3 separate regions of the Mus musculus genome follow, and regions 2 and 3 are each linked to region 1. Evidence: chromatin contacts called from public Hi-C and HiChIP or PLAC-seq data. All regions are on one chromosome and are shown on one strand. The core of a region is the stretch at or near the end of the contact, and the rest is flanking DNA. Distances in the headings are between cores, read along the strand shown. Region 1 has its middle 13 kb from the start of Gm4832. Region 2 overlaps Foxn2 (forkhead box N2). Region 3 has its middle 20 kb from the start of Ppp1r21.

Region 1 (4,628 bases), core at 1,523-4,022:
TATGGGTTGCCTTGGTGCCTCTGCACAGCAATACAACAGTGACAAAGACAGTGTTAAATGGTATTAATGTTCTTATAGTGCTTACTGCTCAAGCATGAAGACCTGAATTTGAACCCACTTAAAAGCCAACTGTGATGACATCTATTTGTAACTCTAGCACTGGGAGAGTGGAGGCGGTGGATCCCTGGTCACAAGCTAGTCAGTCCAACCAGTGAATGAGCCTTAGGGTCAATGAGAAATCCTAGCTCAAAAACTAAGATGGAGACTAATAAAGGAATTCAACCCCTGGCCTTCACGTGCATGTACATACACGTGTGCACGTAAAACACAGATACATATACAACACAGAAACACCTGGGAAAGTCAACTCACAAAAGAGCAAGGTTTGTTTGGCTAACGGTTTTGGAGTTTTGGATTGGTGGCCAGTTGGCCATGTTGCTTTTGATCCTGTGATAGAGCAGTACATCATGTCAGGGGAGCATATCTCAAAGTAAGCTGCTGATGGCATGACCAGGACTCAAGGAGGAAAAAGAGGGCAGGGTCAGGCAATTCTCTGTGAGGAAATAGCCCCAACACCCAAAACTGTGCACTTAGCACTTCGGGCTTCACACACACACACACACACACACACACACACACACACACACACACACGAGCTGTAGCGGTCTTCTGTGTTAGGAAGTAAAATGTATGTTACCACTTCTCTGTTATAGATGCTTAACCCACAAGCTATTGTCATGATAGCCCTAGTATAAATATATTTAAATATAAATCTACGTGAGTATCTGTTGAGTATCTATAATTCTCCCTTAAGCATGGACAACCACAACTTACAGGGCAACCTTAGCCATCCTGGAACTCTTGTATTTTGTAGACCAGGCTGGCCTCAAACTTGGATTCCTCTGCCTCTGCCTCCTGAGTGCTGAGAGTAAAAGGTGTGTACCCAATTGGCGTTTGGAAATCTTGATACATATTTCCATTTGCTAAACACAGTTTTCAGAACAGGTGATTTATAATATTACAAACGTGAAAAATAATATTTTTTAACTTTTAAAAATGTCTTATAAATGGGGTTGGAATGAACGAACTCTTTCTTTTCCCTAAATTTCAGCGCTAGGAGTAGAACCCAGGGCCGTGGCCACACTAGGTCGGCGCTCTAGCATGGCGTTACCCAGTATCCTCACCACTAAGTCCTTTTTATAACAGTCCCTCATGCGTTAGATGCGGCTGTGGGTTGTTCCGTGTGAAGATGTCATGGCTCACTCACCCCATGGTGAGCACTTGGGTGGTTTCCCATTAGTATTTTCCCTATAAAGTATCTTTTGGGAAATAAATGCCCACTACTTCTGAGAGTTTCTTAGAAGTGGAATGATTGGGCCCCACATGTTTAGCTTTCATAGATATTGTCAACTGTCCAAAGTGACTTTAACAGTTTCTGCATCTGCAAGGTGTGGAAGTTGCAGTGGCTCTGTGTCAACACTTGGTGCTCTCAGACCTTAAGATTCTAGCTATTCTGGTGACAGGCATATTCTCTGTGCTTGCACGGACCCGTTATTTAGTCCTCCCTTTGTGGTTTTGATATGACTCTCCCCATCTGCTCAGGTCTGCTTATTTTCATACCCACTACGTTGAACGGTATGGAAATATCTCCGTCCACTCTGCAAGTTCCTCTTTTTCACTCTCATAACAGTATTGCTGCATTAACAGAAGTTTTAAGACCTTTAGTGCCGTCACAAATGGCTGGTACTTTTTATAAGACCTGCTGACGTCATCTCTGCCCACTCCAAGCATGTACAGATGCTCCTCTGGGGCCCTTTTCTCTAGTACTTTGTGGTTTACTCTTCTACAATTAGACGTATGTGATCCAGTCAGGCAGAGAGGGGCTCAGATACCTTGTATATTAAACAAATAATGATCTGCCCAGCGCCTCACAATGGCAAGACATCTTTTACAGAATTCCAGACGCACAGCGCCACACCAGGCTTGTGCGCTTGCACAGTGAAATAGTAGCATCTATTTTTTTTTTCCTGATTGCTATGTGCCAGTTCCTCATTGGCAAGCATTTTAACCTTTTATTCATGTTATAAGTACTTTCCCATGTATCATCTGACTTGGACTTATTTATAGTTTCTCTTGCTGTAGAGAAGTATTACATTTTTATGAAATGAAGTGTATTCATGATTTTGCTTACTAACCTTACTCCTATTATTTTTATACCTAGGAAATCTTTTCCTAATCCCCATGAAGTTTAAATATAATGGGAATATTCACAATGTAGATGATATGTAACCACATGAATGTAAATATTATTTCCTATAATATATCCAAAACCCTTCATTTTCTAGAATAAAGGAATTGAAATTCAAGCCTAAAGGTGGAGAGAATATGTCTGAATTTTAAATTGCAACTTCTGGCAAAGTGTTGGCTGTCTTCCTTAAATCCCACCAGCACAGCTCTTTTATCTCAGGTAGAAAAGAATGTTCCCACCTGTAGCTATGGAGCAAAAATGGCTGTGGTGACTTATAGGGGACCTCAGACCCACAGTCATGCCAAGAAAACAAGCAGAACGTAATGACAGCTAATTCAGGGTAATGAGGACAGAGCTAAGGACTTTCTTTGATGGGAGCAAGGGTAGGAGGTCAGCGGAAGTCCCATCCCCCACTTCTACCCTGCCCCGGAACTCTGTGTGGGGGAAGGTGGGTAGAATACACCCTGGAAAGCCCATTTTGGGTGAAACTTGGTGACAAAGCTTTCTGTGTTGCCACACCTGCTGGGGTGGAACTTCCTACTGAGTCACCCGTGCACCCACGAGTAACTCATACTCTCGTATGTGACCCCAGTAAGTTCATGGGTTCACCAGCCGGGGGGGTGAGTGGAATAGCTTGTTTATGCCTGTCACTGTTGTATCTGGGCTGAACAAATGTTTCTTGATATCTCTCCAGAAAAAGTCATGTAATTCACTTTATGGGATTTGTCTGGACAGAGGATTGTCCCAGCCAATGCAGTGGCTTTCTTGTGTCCAGTTTTCCAAGTCTCTGGTTTCAATGACTAGAGCTGAAACTGCCAGCCAGTGGACCTTCGTGCTGCACAAGTTACCAGCGTAGAAGTCACCAGAGTAGTCAAGTACCTGCCAGACAGCAGCTTTCAGCAGCTGTGGCTCATGGGGCTGCCTGGGAACTACCAGTCAAATTAGGTGGTTTTACTGCGCCTGCTCAACACGGTAGTGATCTCATCTCACAGAGTTCTTGCTCACTGCTCTGGAAGCACAGTGAAAAGACCCATAACTTGGCTATTTAAGGTGGGTTTGGTGTTTTGTTTGATTTTGGGTTTTTTTGTTTGTTTTTGTTTTGTTGAGACAGTGTTTCCTTTTTTGTGTAGCCCTGGCTGTCCTGGTAGTTACTCTGTAGACCAGGCTGTCTTTGAACTCCCAGAGATCTGCCTGCCTCTGCCTCCCACCTGCTGGGATTACAGACATGTGCCACCACTGCCCAGCTTGTGATTGTTATAAAAGCAACGCTTTAAGTGACTCTAGAGAGAGGTAGGATAGAAGCCTTGGTGGGGTTGGAAATGTGGTTTTCATTCGGGCTTAATTTTGATCCTGTGCTTGGGTTTTGTTTTTTGGTTTTTTTTTTTTTTTTTTTTTTTCCTTTGCAGGAGAAATAAAGGAAAGGCATAAGCCCCTCTTGGCACAACGTCTGTTGTGTTTAGTTCATGGCCAAAGACAGTTTTATGGGAAAGTCTGCTGTGCGCCAGCAAAGCATTTTCTTTTCCTCCATCCATAGTTTTAAAAACAAAAACATTTAACTAAAATAAAATCTCCCACCTCCCCATGAAAAGAAGGGGGTGGGGGAGAGAAGGAAATCGCAGCAACGTGCTCTAATGCGAAACGTTTCAGATTTTAGTCTTTCCAAAACAAATAACGCAGAGGATTGATCACAGCTATGGGACACTTAAACCTCAGCTTTCTGCTGGTTGATGTCCCGTCCTGCTCTCTTTGGTGGACAGCCAAGAGGACGAACACTGGAAAGGCTGAGAGATGAGCATCTCCTTTGGCTCTCCCAGATGGCTCTCGAAATGCCTAGGGTTTTTGTCTTGTTTTGTTTTGTTTTCTAAAATAAGTCAATTTAGATGGAAGCATATTTTTTTCCTCTCCTTTTCTTAAAAGTATGTTAAATCAGAGGCTGAAGAGAGAGCTCAGCAGTTAACAATGCTTGTTGTTCTTGCAGAGGACCCAGGTTCAGTTCCCAGCACCCAAGGGTGACTTGTAACCATGTGTAACTACAGTTCCAGAGGCGCCAATGTCTGTACTGTGTATTACCTCTGTAGCCATCAGGCACACACACACATACCTGCAGGCAAAGCCCTCATACCCATAAAATAAGTGAACTTTTACGTTTTTAAAGTTATGTTAAGTCATTTCAGCTGTGTTTTAGTTGCTGATTTCTTGATGGGAAGAGACACCATGACAAGGAAACTCTTAGAACTTAGTTGCAAGTTTGCTTACAGTTGCAGAGAGCGAGTCCTTGGATATCACTGTGGGGAGCAGAAGAGCAGTAGGGAGGACATTGTATCTTGATCCTCAGGCAGCAGGGTGGGGATGGGGGAGGGGGGAGCCACGGAGGGAGGGA
Region 2 (4,896 bases), core at 920-3,419, 370 kb before region 1:
CCCTCAATATTGGTGTTGCTGGAGGAAAAAGTAGGATATACCCTGGAGATGCAGGCATAGATAAAGACTTTCTGATAAGGACAGTCACAAAGGAAGTAAGACCAACAACAGACAAATGGAGACTCTCCTAATCAGACAGCTTTCTGTGTAACAGCTAACGGCTGATTCTGAATGAGGAAGGGTGGAAGAGGACCTTTCCCAACTACACACAACAGAGAATCTGTTCCGAGTATATCCAAAGGAATTTTTTAAAAAAATTAAGTAGCAAACAACCAAATTAAAAAAAAACAAAAAAACAAAAAAACAAAAAAACAACTTGCCAAGGAAGGCTGGGAATGTAGTCTTGGTACAAAATTTGCCAGCACGAATGAAGCCCTGGGTTCACCCCCAGCACAACATAAAGCTGCTGCATGCCTGTTATGCCAATATTCTGGAGATGGGGGTAGAAGTTCAAGGTCATAGCAAGTTAAGAGGCCAACTGGGCTATATGAGACTGTTAGTTTTGTGTTTTTTAAAAAGCCTCTAAACGATGTCAGAGTGGCTCCCATCAAGAAAACAAGTGACAAGTGGTGATTGTGGAAAAGGGGTCACCATTATTCACTCCTGCAGCTACAATGAAGATCAGTGTGGAAAATTTCCAAAGACTAAAGGTAGAAATTTGTATGACCCAGCTAGAGCACTCAGGTCTCCATATCTTACTCTGAGATGCTCGTACATCTGTACGTTCATGACTCACACAGCAAAGCAGTGGCATTAGCTAGATGTCCACAGGCAGATGAAAGGATAACGAAACGTACACACACACAACAGACTTTTACTCGGCAGTCAACAGGAAACCGTGCAACCTGAGGAGAAGAGATGGAGGTGCAGAGTGAGGTAACCCTGGCCCACGAGGATAGAGAGAGCGTGTTCTCTCCAAGTGGAGCTCAGCCTCTGCGTGTCACATATGCGTACCTAGGTGAGCACTCAGACAGGTAGATGTGGGGACACTGGTAAGGGCCCCCTGAGAAGGGAGAGCGATAGAGACGGTAATAAAATAAACACGTGTGGGGTGGATGAGCAGGGTGTGGTGACACAGCCTGTAATCTCAGCCCTTAAGCAGCAGCATCTGATGGATCGCTGTGAGTTTGGGGCTAGCCTGTCTACCTAAGAGTTCTAGGCCAGCCAGGGTCACATAGACTGTCTTACAAACAAACAAACAACAATAAAAAACAACCAATCAACCAACAAAGACAAAAAAGAAAGTTAGAGCATTGGAGATGGAAGAGTTAGGTGGGGGCGGGACAATGGTGGACAGGAGGAGTTAGGGAAGATCAGCCAGAACCCATTAAATATCAAAATGCCATAAAAATTAAAGTGGTGGTGGTGGGTAATAGCCCCAAAATTCCTTTATAAGAAGCCAATTCACTAGTCCAAATTAAAGCCCTTTAGTCTAAACTTGTAAAAAATATTCTGAACGGGTTGGTGAGATGGCTCAGTGGTTAAGAGCCCTGACTGCTTTTCCTAAGGTCCTGAGTTTAAATCCCAGCAACCACATGGCTCACAACCATCTGTACAGCTACAGTGTACTCATATACATTAAATAAATAAATAAATCTTTAAAAAATATTCTGAACTATATCCTAATCTATGGGATGGTAAAATTCTTTAGCACAAGGTCACAAGTACTCCTGCAGCTATAGTAGATACTATGTCTCAAAATATTATTGTTCTCTTTCTTCTTCAACTTTTTCATAAATGTTGCATTATCATGGGCCACATAATATTAGGAAAAAGTAACTCCAATGAAAATATTACTAAGAAATTAAATGCCACATTCAAGGAAAAATATACATAAAACCAATGAAGAAGAGGATAAAATGCCTGTGCACTATGAGTTATTGGAGGAAAACATGCATTTACCACACCAAATGTCGGTAAAAGAGGACTTTTACTTTTTCTCCAGAAGTTTATTTCTTATTCTCCTACAACTCCTAGATCTCATTAACAATGCTCCGTGACCCAGCACGGCGGCTCGCACTTACCTTGGAGAGTTTGCACTTGGCTTTGCTTGAGAGCAGAGCTTAAGCAGTGAGGTGATAAAGCAGCACTGAAAACGGAAGAGAAGACACACTGCTTACTTGCTATCGTCTCATCTCCTACAGAGCAGAGCCTAGTCATAACCCACACACCCTGAAACCCGCACGCAGCATCTGCCTCGCTCCCTCTGCTAACGCACGAAGGCTAGAGAGTCTGCTCAGGGAGGAAGTGTGCAAAGGGCGACTCTCAAAATAATTATATGGTCACCGTTAGAACAAAGAAGTTTTCTCACATAGTATTTTTATATCAATTATAAATTGATGTGTTTTAAATGCCTTGAACAATGAATAAATAAAAATTTAGTTTTTATATCACATATTTAAATTTGGTATAACGCTAATAGGAGTGAAATTCCAAGAGATTTTTAGTATAAAAATGAAAACTTTTGGGGGGTTAGGGGATTCTCTTTGTGATTATAGAGAATAATCCTTTAAAGTGAAATTAATTCCTATTCAGTTTCTACATAAATGCCATCCTTTTTCCCATAGTTATAAATTATGGGAGGGTTACACAAAAACATCTCAGAAGGAAACAGCAAAACAGAATAAAAAGCTTTAAAATGTTTTAAAGCCAATAAGTAACAAACCCCATGCTGTTATGCAATCTCCTTTAAAAAAAAAAAGGCAAAAATCACTTTTGTATAATACTTAAAGTTTGTTTTTTCAAGTCTGAAAGGTTATTATTTTATATTAATTTGCATTAATGTATTTAATGAAATACATTATAATGATAAAGCTAAAGATTAACCAATGTAAATAAAGACATAGTGAGGGCTGGAGAGATGGCTCAGTGGTTAAGAACACCGACTGCTCTTCCAAAGGTCCTGAGTTCAAATCCCAGCAACCACATGGTGGCTCACAACCACCCATAATGAGATCTGACACCCTCTTCTGGTGCATCTGAAGACAGCTACAGTGTACTTAGATACAATAATAAATAAAAATCTTAAAAAATATATATTTAAAAAAAATAAAAAATAAAGACATAGTGAAACATATTTGTGATGTCTTACAAACAGTGCCAGTCTCCCACTTTATCTTTAATGAAGAGCATAGCTAAATAAATCAACTATTAACGATACTTCTTTTAGCTCCAAACTGCTAATCAGAATAGCACACAGGCACCAATGTTAACTAAAAAGAACAACTCAATTCCAAAGCCGTGATCTCTCTCTCTCTCTTTTTGGTGTTGGGTTGGTTTTTTTTTTTTTTTTTGAGACAGGGTTTCAACAAATAGACCAGGCTGGCCTTGAACTCACAGAGATCTGCCTCCCTTTGCCTCCTGAGTTCTGGGATTAAAGGTATGCAATACTACTCCTGGCTCCAACCACTTCCTTAAAACTCTTGTTTGATAAGGATACACATCCTCCTGGTTCCTTCTATGCTGCTGAGGTAATGTCCCAGAAGTGAGGCTGCTGACATTGCAACTTCACTCTCCTGGTTGTTTACAACATTCAACCATAACCTTTTGTTAACAATTCTCAAGAATTCAAATAAACTACAATAGGAAATTCTCAATTTGTTTCAGTGAGATTTCATTTTAGTTTTCTTCCTCTGTATGTATTTGAAAATTAATAACCTTTCAGACTTTTGAAAAAACAAACTAAGCACCAAAGACAACCAACCCTTAAATTTATCTTAATTAATAAAGGCATATTCCAACACGGACACTTCAGACATTGGGACTAAGACTTTACATCTCTGCCTATGACTTGGGACTCCTGTTTAATGTCTAACTGCTCTAAGGTAGCCTCTTGAGACCCACAGTCCCGAGGCCCCAACAAGGCCCAACCAACCACCCCCCAACCTCTGCCGCAGCCCACCATTGCTCCCTCATCAGGACCCACCACGCTTTTGCCCCAGTGAGGTCCCACTGCATCGAACCAACTGTAAGAAGAATGGCCACCCCCACTGTGTTACCAGGTTCTTTCCTGGGCGTAGGGCTGGCAGGAGCTGCTAGTGTAGGAGTCTCAGTCCTAGTAACTGAGGATAAAAATTACAAGGCTCTACGGATGGCTATAGATGCAGATATACAGGAGACAGGAAAGTCCATCACGGCCCTGCAGGGTGCCCTGTCCTCCCTGGCAGAAGCAGTCTTACAAAACAGAAGAGGCCTAGACTTCTTGTTCCTCCAGCTGCCTTAGGTAAGGAATGTTGTTTTTATGCTGACTACTAAGGGATGGCCAAAAAAATCCACGGCCTTAATCAGAAAGACAGTATAAAACAAACAAACAAAACAACAGTCTCAGGGTTAGTTTGAGTCCCTCTTCAACAGGTCTCCATGGCCTCTGCCCTGACCCTCTTAGGCTACTGAGGTTGGCCTTGACTTATAATCCCTACATAATCAATCCTTCAGTTAGGTTTGTTAAGGAACAGATTTCCACTGTTCAATTAATGATTCTAAAACAACAATAGCAGTCCACAGAAACATCTCAAGGATTCGAAATGGCCCATGACTGAGGGGGAATGATTTAGGCAACAGTGGGAGGACAGAGTCAGGCTGACTCCATGACAGGATTCACACTGGCAGGTCAGGAGACTGGGCCTAAATCTCTGTTTCCAAGAACTGGACAAGTCCAGGCAACTGAGATACTGGAAAAACCCCAGGCCTTGGGCAGCCAATCAGAAGCTGCCCCACCACCTGTCCTGAGACAAGGACAATGGGTCAGCAACAGTTTCCAGGCTTCCCCAGCAACAGTTTCCAGTCCCCACAACCCCCAGCAGTGGCTCGGGAATGTCCCTAGATATAGAGCCAATCAATTAAGATAAATGTCACCTGCCCCCTCCCTAGAATTCCCCTACTGTGCTTTCACTTGGG
Region 3 (5,003 bases), core at 771-3,270, 400 kb before region 1:
ACTGAGTGTCATAGGGGCCACTCTGTGCGGTCATGGACATGTTCTTTAGCCTGGGAAGAAAGAGGATCAGTTGCAGCACACTTGTCAAAATTCATCCAACCGTGTGTGGAACGACTACGCGTTTGTTTATAAAAATGTATAGCAATTATTTATCTATGTGTCTATGTGTGGGGATAAGCATGTGTGTGTCCTATAGGCACTCATGTGGAGGTCAGAGGACATCTTGCCCGAGTTTGTTCTCTCCTCCCACCATGTGGCCCTCCGGTGATGGAACTCAGGTTAGCAGGCTTGGCAGCAAGTGGCTTTACCTGCTGAGCTAGCCTGCAAACCCTAGCTGGGTGTTTCAGTGTATGTAGGGGAGTGTTATTTGAGGGAGGGAAGGATGGGTGAAAGAGAAAAGGAGAGAGAGAGAGAGAGAGAGAGAGAGAGAGAGAGAGAGAGAGAGAGAGAGAGGCAGGGCACAGAACTAAGAGACAGAGCAACACAGTGCTGTGTGGACTTCTGGGACCCACAAACAATTGAGAAACATTTTGAAGAAAATCCCAAGGTGAGCAGAGTGCAACCCCAGTAGACCACTCTAGTGTATACTAGATGTGGCGAAGTGTGCTAGAAAAGCCCCTCCATTCCAACAACGTATCCCACAGCCTTAAGGTAAAGCAACATAATACTCACATGGGTTACATTTGTGCAGGGAAGAAGGAAACGGGAGTAAGGGGAGTGGCAAAAACTGGGGTGTGCCAAACTCCATGTTCTGACACACGGGCCTAATAGTTATTTTCACTTTTCTCTAGTGTCTATTCTAAAAATTTCACAGCCAAAAAAAAAAAAAAGTCTTCGGAATACAGGAGACTCAGTCGCAGTAATGTCGATCAGACTAGAGACCCCTTCTCTGCTTCGGCTTTGGGCAGATTGTTCACTTTTATTATTAAAATCCACACACCTGGTGGGTTATATTTCATTTTTTTGTTGGTCGGTTTTGAGTCCCAGGCTGGTCTAGAATTTGCTGTAAAAGCCAAGATTAGCCTTGACGACTCCTCACTCCATGGTCCAAGAGCTGGATGGGATGGCAGGCATGAACCACCGGTCCACCCACTAACCACTCAATGCCCCAGCCCAGCCAACAGATATTTATTAAGAAATAACCACAAGCCGGGCGTGGTGGCACACGCCTTTAATCCCAGAACTCGGGAGGCAGAGGCAGGCAGATTTCTGAGTTCGAGGCCAGCCTGGTCTACAAAGTGAGTTCCAGGACAGCCAGGAGTATACAGAGAAACCCTGTCTCGAAAAACCAAAAAAAAAAAGAAAGAAAGAAAGAAAGAAAGAAAGAAAGAAGGAAGGAAGGAAGGAAGGAAGGAAGGAAAGAAAGAAAGAAAGAAAGAAAGAAAGAAAGAAAGAAAGAAAGAAAGAAAGAAAGAAAGAAAGAAAGAAAGAAAGAAAGAAAGAAAGAAAACCACAAACGTCCCACAAACCTATCGCCCCTCTTCCCTATTTTCAAGGTCTCCGTTCCATTGGCTTTCTCAAGCTGTTTTCTGCCTGGTATAACCTCATTTTGCCACCAGGGAGCGCGCCATCACCAAATTTGCAGCCACTTGAGGTGACAGTCCTGAAACTGGTTACCAATCTGAGGCACGCCCATGACCACTGGTAGCAATTGTTTAGGCACGTCTCTCTAGTGACTTCATCTTTTTCAGGAAACAATTAGCCTGTTTGAACAGAACAGGTTAGGCAAATTCTTAACTGGAAAATCAGTAAGTCCTTTTGCAGGGCGTGTTGGGACACTTTGCACTCTTTCAGCTGAGTTAGGGTGTGGACCCTTTGTCCTCACGTGATGGCTGGGCAAGGAGGCAAATAGCCCTCTTATGCAGGCACAACCCTTCCTTTGTCCTGGGCGGCCTGGGCAGCGTTGGGGGCGGGGAGCACCTGTGGCTGGGATGAACAGACCCAAAGCAGTAAGGGGTCACAGACCAGACGCTGCAGCCCCCTCGGCCTTTTCTTCCTGGAACCCAGCGAGTTCCGGGCCACCTTCAGAAACACAAGCAAGGCTTTTAGACTAGGACAAGGGGCTGGAGGAGAGGGTGAGAGTTGAAGCACCCTTCTCAATGCGATTTGCCTGGGCTATTTCCAACCTGTTCAAGAAAGCCCTTGGAAATACGGGGTGCTGAAGGCCTGTCTCAGTCTGACCGCTGTCCCCCAGATCCGTACAATTCAGTCAGTGTGGATTCTAACCCCTTGCCCGCACCCCCACTCCACCGACGGCTGCCCGGTTTTCTCTATGAAGCAGCTACATCCAACGCTCTCTCCCAAACCCTGTGAGTTCAGGTTAAGGGTGCTTTGCGGACTCCCAGCAATTCTGTCTAAGCTTTAACTACAGTCATACATCCCCACACTTCTGACTCTCACTAAACTCTAAGGGACATAACGACTTGTTTGCTTTTTTGATACACACTCATTTGCCCAGCTAGCCTGGATCTCTAAGAAAATCTAAGGGTGACTTATAACTCCGGCCTCCCTGAGTGCTGGGATCATTATGCCAGGCAAGCACTGAACCCCCATAAAGCCATTTGAAAATTAAAAATATCCTCCACGTCTGTCATTTTCTCCCCTGAGACTGTGCAAACAGACCCCAAGGATCGCAGCGCTGGGATGTAAGAAAGTATTTGAGAACAAGAAACCTTCTGAAAGCCCCTCATCACTGAGGCACTGCCTCTGTGTACAAAACAGGCCTGGGGAGCAAGGGAGAGGAAGGCTTCGCAAAGACAGGAATGACAGCTGATGAGAGAGATTGGGAGGAGCACGACAAAGGATACTTTTTTTTTTTTCCCCTTTCTGGTGCTTTCTGTAGTCACGCCTTCAATCCCAGCACTGGGGAGGCAGAGACAGGTGGCTCTCTGTGAGTTCCAAGACAGCCTTGTTTACTTAGGGGGTGGGTTCTAGGTTAGCCCTATCCAGAAAGAGAGGAGAGAGAGGGAGGGAAGGAGAGAGAGAGAGAGAGAGAGAGAGAGAGAGAGAGAGAGAGAGAGAGAGAGAGAATATACCTGTCATGTTCAAAGCTGAGACTACAGAAGACCACCATCTTTTGTCCCACATTCTCCAAATCTCCTGATCCCTGCCCACTCCGGGCCATCCAAACGGTGCTATCACGAGGACTGTGATAATTAAATTCTGGCTGTCGGGCTGACGAGATGGCTCAGTGGGTAAGAGTACCCGACTGCTCTTCCAAAAGGTCTGGAGTTCAAATCCCAGCAACCACATGGTGGCTCACAACCATCCATAACGAAATCTGACGCCCTCTTCTGGGGTGTCTGAAGACAGCTACAGTGTACTTACATATAATAAATAAATAAATCTTTAAAAAATATATAATATAAAAAAAATTCTGGCTGTCATGTGCACTGGGCACTGAGGTAGGTACTGAAGAATTCATATACAGCCACAGTCGGGGCTGGGTAGTGAGTGAGACGCTCCCGTGGTGGAGAGAAGTGTAGAGCTTGGCAAGATTACAAAGGAGATGGGAACTGATCTGGTCCCCCAGTCAGTGGGTACATGAGTGGCTTACCGAGGGACACTGGGTTGAGCTATGGGACACAGCTGTACAGAGGACAGTCAAATACTTGACCTCCTGGAGGGGCATTCTAGTGATGCATGCTACACTAAGTCAGAATTTTGTTGGCAGTAGAAAGGGGAAGAGGTCAGGGGAGTTGGAGAGGGAGAAGTGACTCTTGAATGGTGACTCACAGATGAGAGGTGTAGGCGCCTGGGGGCGGGGCCCTGGGCATTGGGAGCAGAGGGTGTGCAGCACATTTGGGGAACAGCAAAGGGAGGGACTGGCGTGGCACAGGCAAGGAAGAGAGAGAAGCAGAAGGCATGGGCAGGCTTTCTGAACTGTTCCAAAGGGGGTAACTGTGGGAGTGGCCAGCTACTGGGAAACGCGGCTCTAAAAGAGAAATCAAAGCACTAGCTTGCAGCTTTGCTGATTCCACCAGGCACCGGTGTATGTAAAGGTGTAAAGTCTGAGCAGAGATCTAGGAGCGATCAGCTCCCAGCTTCAGCCGCTCAGGACGGCTAATGCTGACAGTGTCTGACTCCTGATACAGGGTCACACTTGCTGCAGTGCTGAGGGCAGAGCCTGCGGGGACTAAAGGAGACAGTAGGGTAGAAGCCCGGCTCCAGGGAAGTCTGGTAGTGGGGGAATAAGACAGTCTCAGAGGTGAGCGGTAGAGGAGGCCCCGAGGAGCTAGCAGGTTCTGGGCATGACTGAATACACCTGGATTTCTTGGCAGACTGATGGTGGAGTACAGAGGAGAACGATTCAGGGAGGCGCCAAGGTTAAAGGAAAGTTTTGGGGAGAGTACGAAGCTCTAGGAAGAAGAGAACACTGTGGAAAGTGGTGCTTGTAAGCTTGTAACCTATTGTGGAACAGGAAACAAAGAGATGCAGGTACCAAGGCAGCATTGGACAAACCAACAGACAGAACTAGACACAGGGCTCTGCGATAGGTGTGCTGCAGAGAGCGCTCAGGACTTGGGCCTGGGTCACAGAGATTCGTTAGTATAGGACTCTGAGCGAGAGCGCATGTACGCACTCGCATGAGAGAGAGAGAGAGAGAGAGAGAGAGAGAGAGAGAGAGATGTCTTTGAGGGCATGCCTGTTTCTGGAAGTATAAACTTTGTGGTGACTTCATTTATTACATGCTAGCTAGACGCCAAAAAAAAAGTTGCTGTTTTTATAGAGATCCCACAACATCCCTGTGAAAATTTTTGATAATATTTTTACACCTTATTTGCTTGCAAAATAAATTTTACAAATTCCCTTTCATTTTTAGCTTTTATGAGATTACAGTTCCGGTTATTTAGACTGAGCTATATACAATAAATGAGCTTTAAAAATGGAAATATAAACATCTATCTGCAGTTAAGTATTTGTGATGGATGACAATGTTCCTAGAACGACAGATGTAAGTCAAACGGTTTGGTTAACAGAAAAAATGATCGTTTGAGCATGAT

Evidence for each region. Hi-C and Micro-C count contacts between places; a contact is called where the count stands out from the background. HiChIP or PLAC-seq counts read pairs in DNA pulled down with a chosen protein or histone mark.
Region 2: a contact with region 1 is called in a Hi-C map of Th2 cells, with 5 times the contacts expected there. The contact joins two enhancer-like sites. A contact is called at or near these places in 1 of 484 Hi-C or Micro-C datasets (Th2 cells) and 1 of 115 datasets of contacts at active chromatin or transcription factors (embryonic stem cells).
Region 3: a contact with region 1 is called in an H3K27ac HiChIP or PLAC-seq map of embryonic stem cells, with 6 times the contacts expected there. The contact joins two enhancer-like sites. A contact is called at or near these places in 10 of 39 promoter capture datasets (the 3T3-L1 cell line, 3T3-L1-derived adipocytes, the C10 cell line and 6 more), 15 of 484 Hi-C or Micro-C datasets (B cells, the C10 cell line, the CH12 cell line and 10 more), 7 of 115 datasets of contacts at active chromatin or transcription factors (bone marrow-derived dendritic cells, embryonic basal ganglia, embryonic stem cells and 3 more) and 1 of 9 other capture datasets (embryonic stem cells).

The regions. Positions count from the first base shown.
Region 1 is chr17:88,110,590-88,115,217 of GRCm38.p6, reverse strand. No RefSeq gene overlaps it. Among named protein-coding and RNA genes, the nearest start is that of Gm4832, 13 kb to the left of the region's middle. Within about 2 kb of position 2,772, at least 139 of the 459 cell types and tissues checked have an H3K27ac peak or open chromatin away from gene starts, as enhancers often do. A contact at or near this core is called in the HPC-7 cell line, Th2 cells and embryonic stem cells, where this site is marked.
Region 2 is chr17:88,476,469-88,481,364 of GRCm38.p6, reverse strand. Foxn2 (forkhead box N2) reads right to left here. Exons shown (of 6, transcript NM_180974.5): 4 at 2,025-2,089. Among named protein-coding and RNA genes, the nearest start is that of Foxn2, 38 kb to the right of the region's middle. Within about 2 kb of position 2,169, at least 21 of the 459 cell types and tissues checked have an H3K27ac peak or open chromatin away from gene starts, as enhancers often do. A contact at or near this core is called in Th2 cells, where this site is marked.
Region 3 is chr17:88,508,043-88,513,045 of GRCm38.p6, reverse strand. No RefSeq gene overlaps it. Among named protein-coding and RNA genes, the nearest start is that of Ppp1r21, 20 kb to the left of the region's middle. Within about 2 kb of position 2,020, at least 85 of the 459 cell types and tissues checked have an H3K27ac peak or open chromatin away from gene starts, as enhancers often do. A contact at or near this core is called in the HPC-7 cell line and embryonic stem cells, where this site is marked.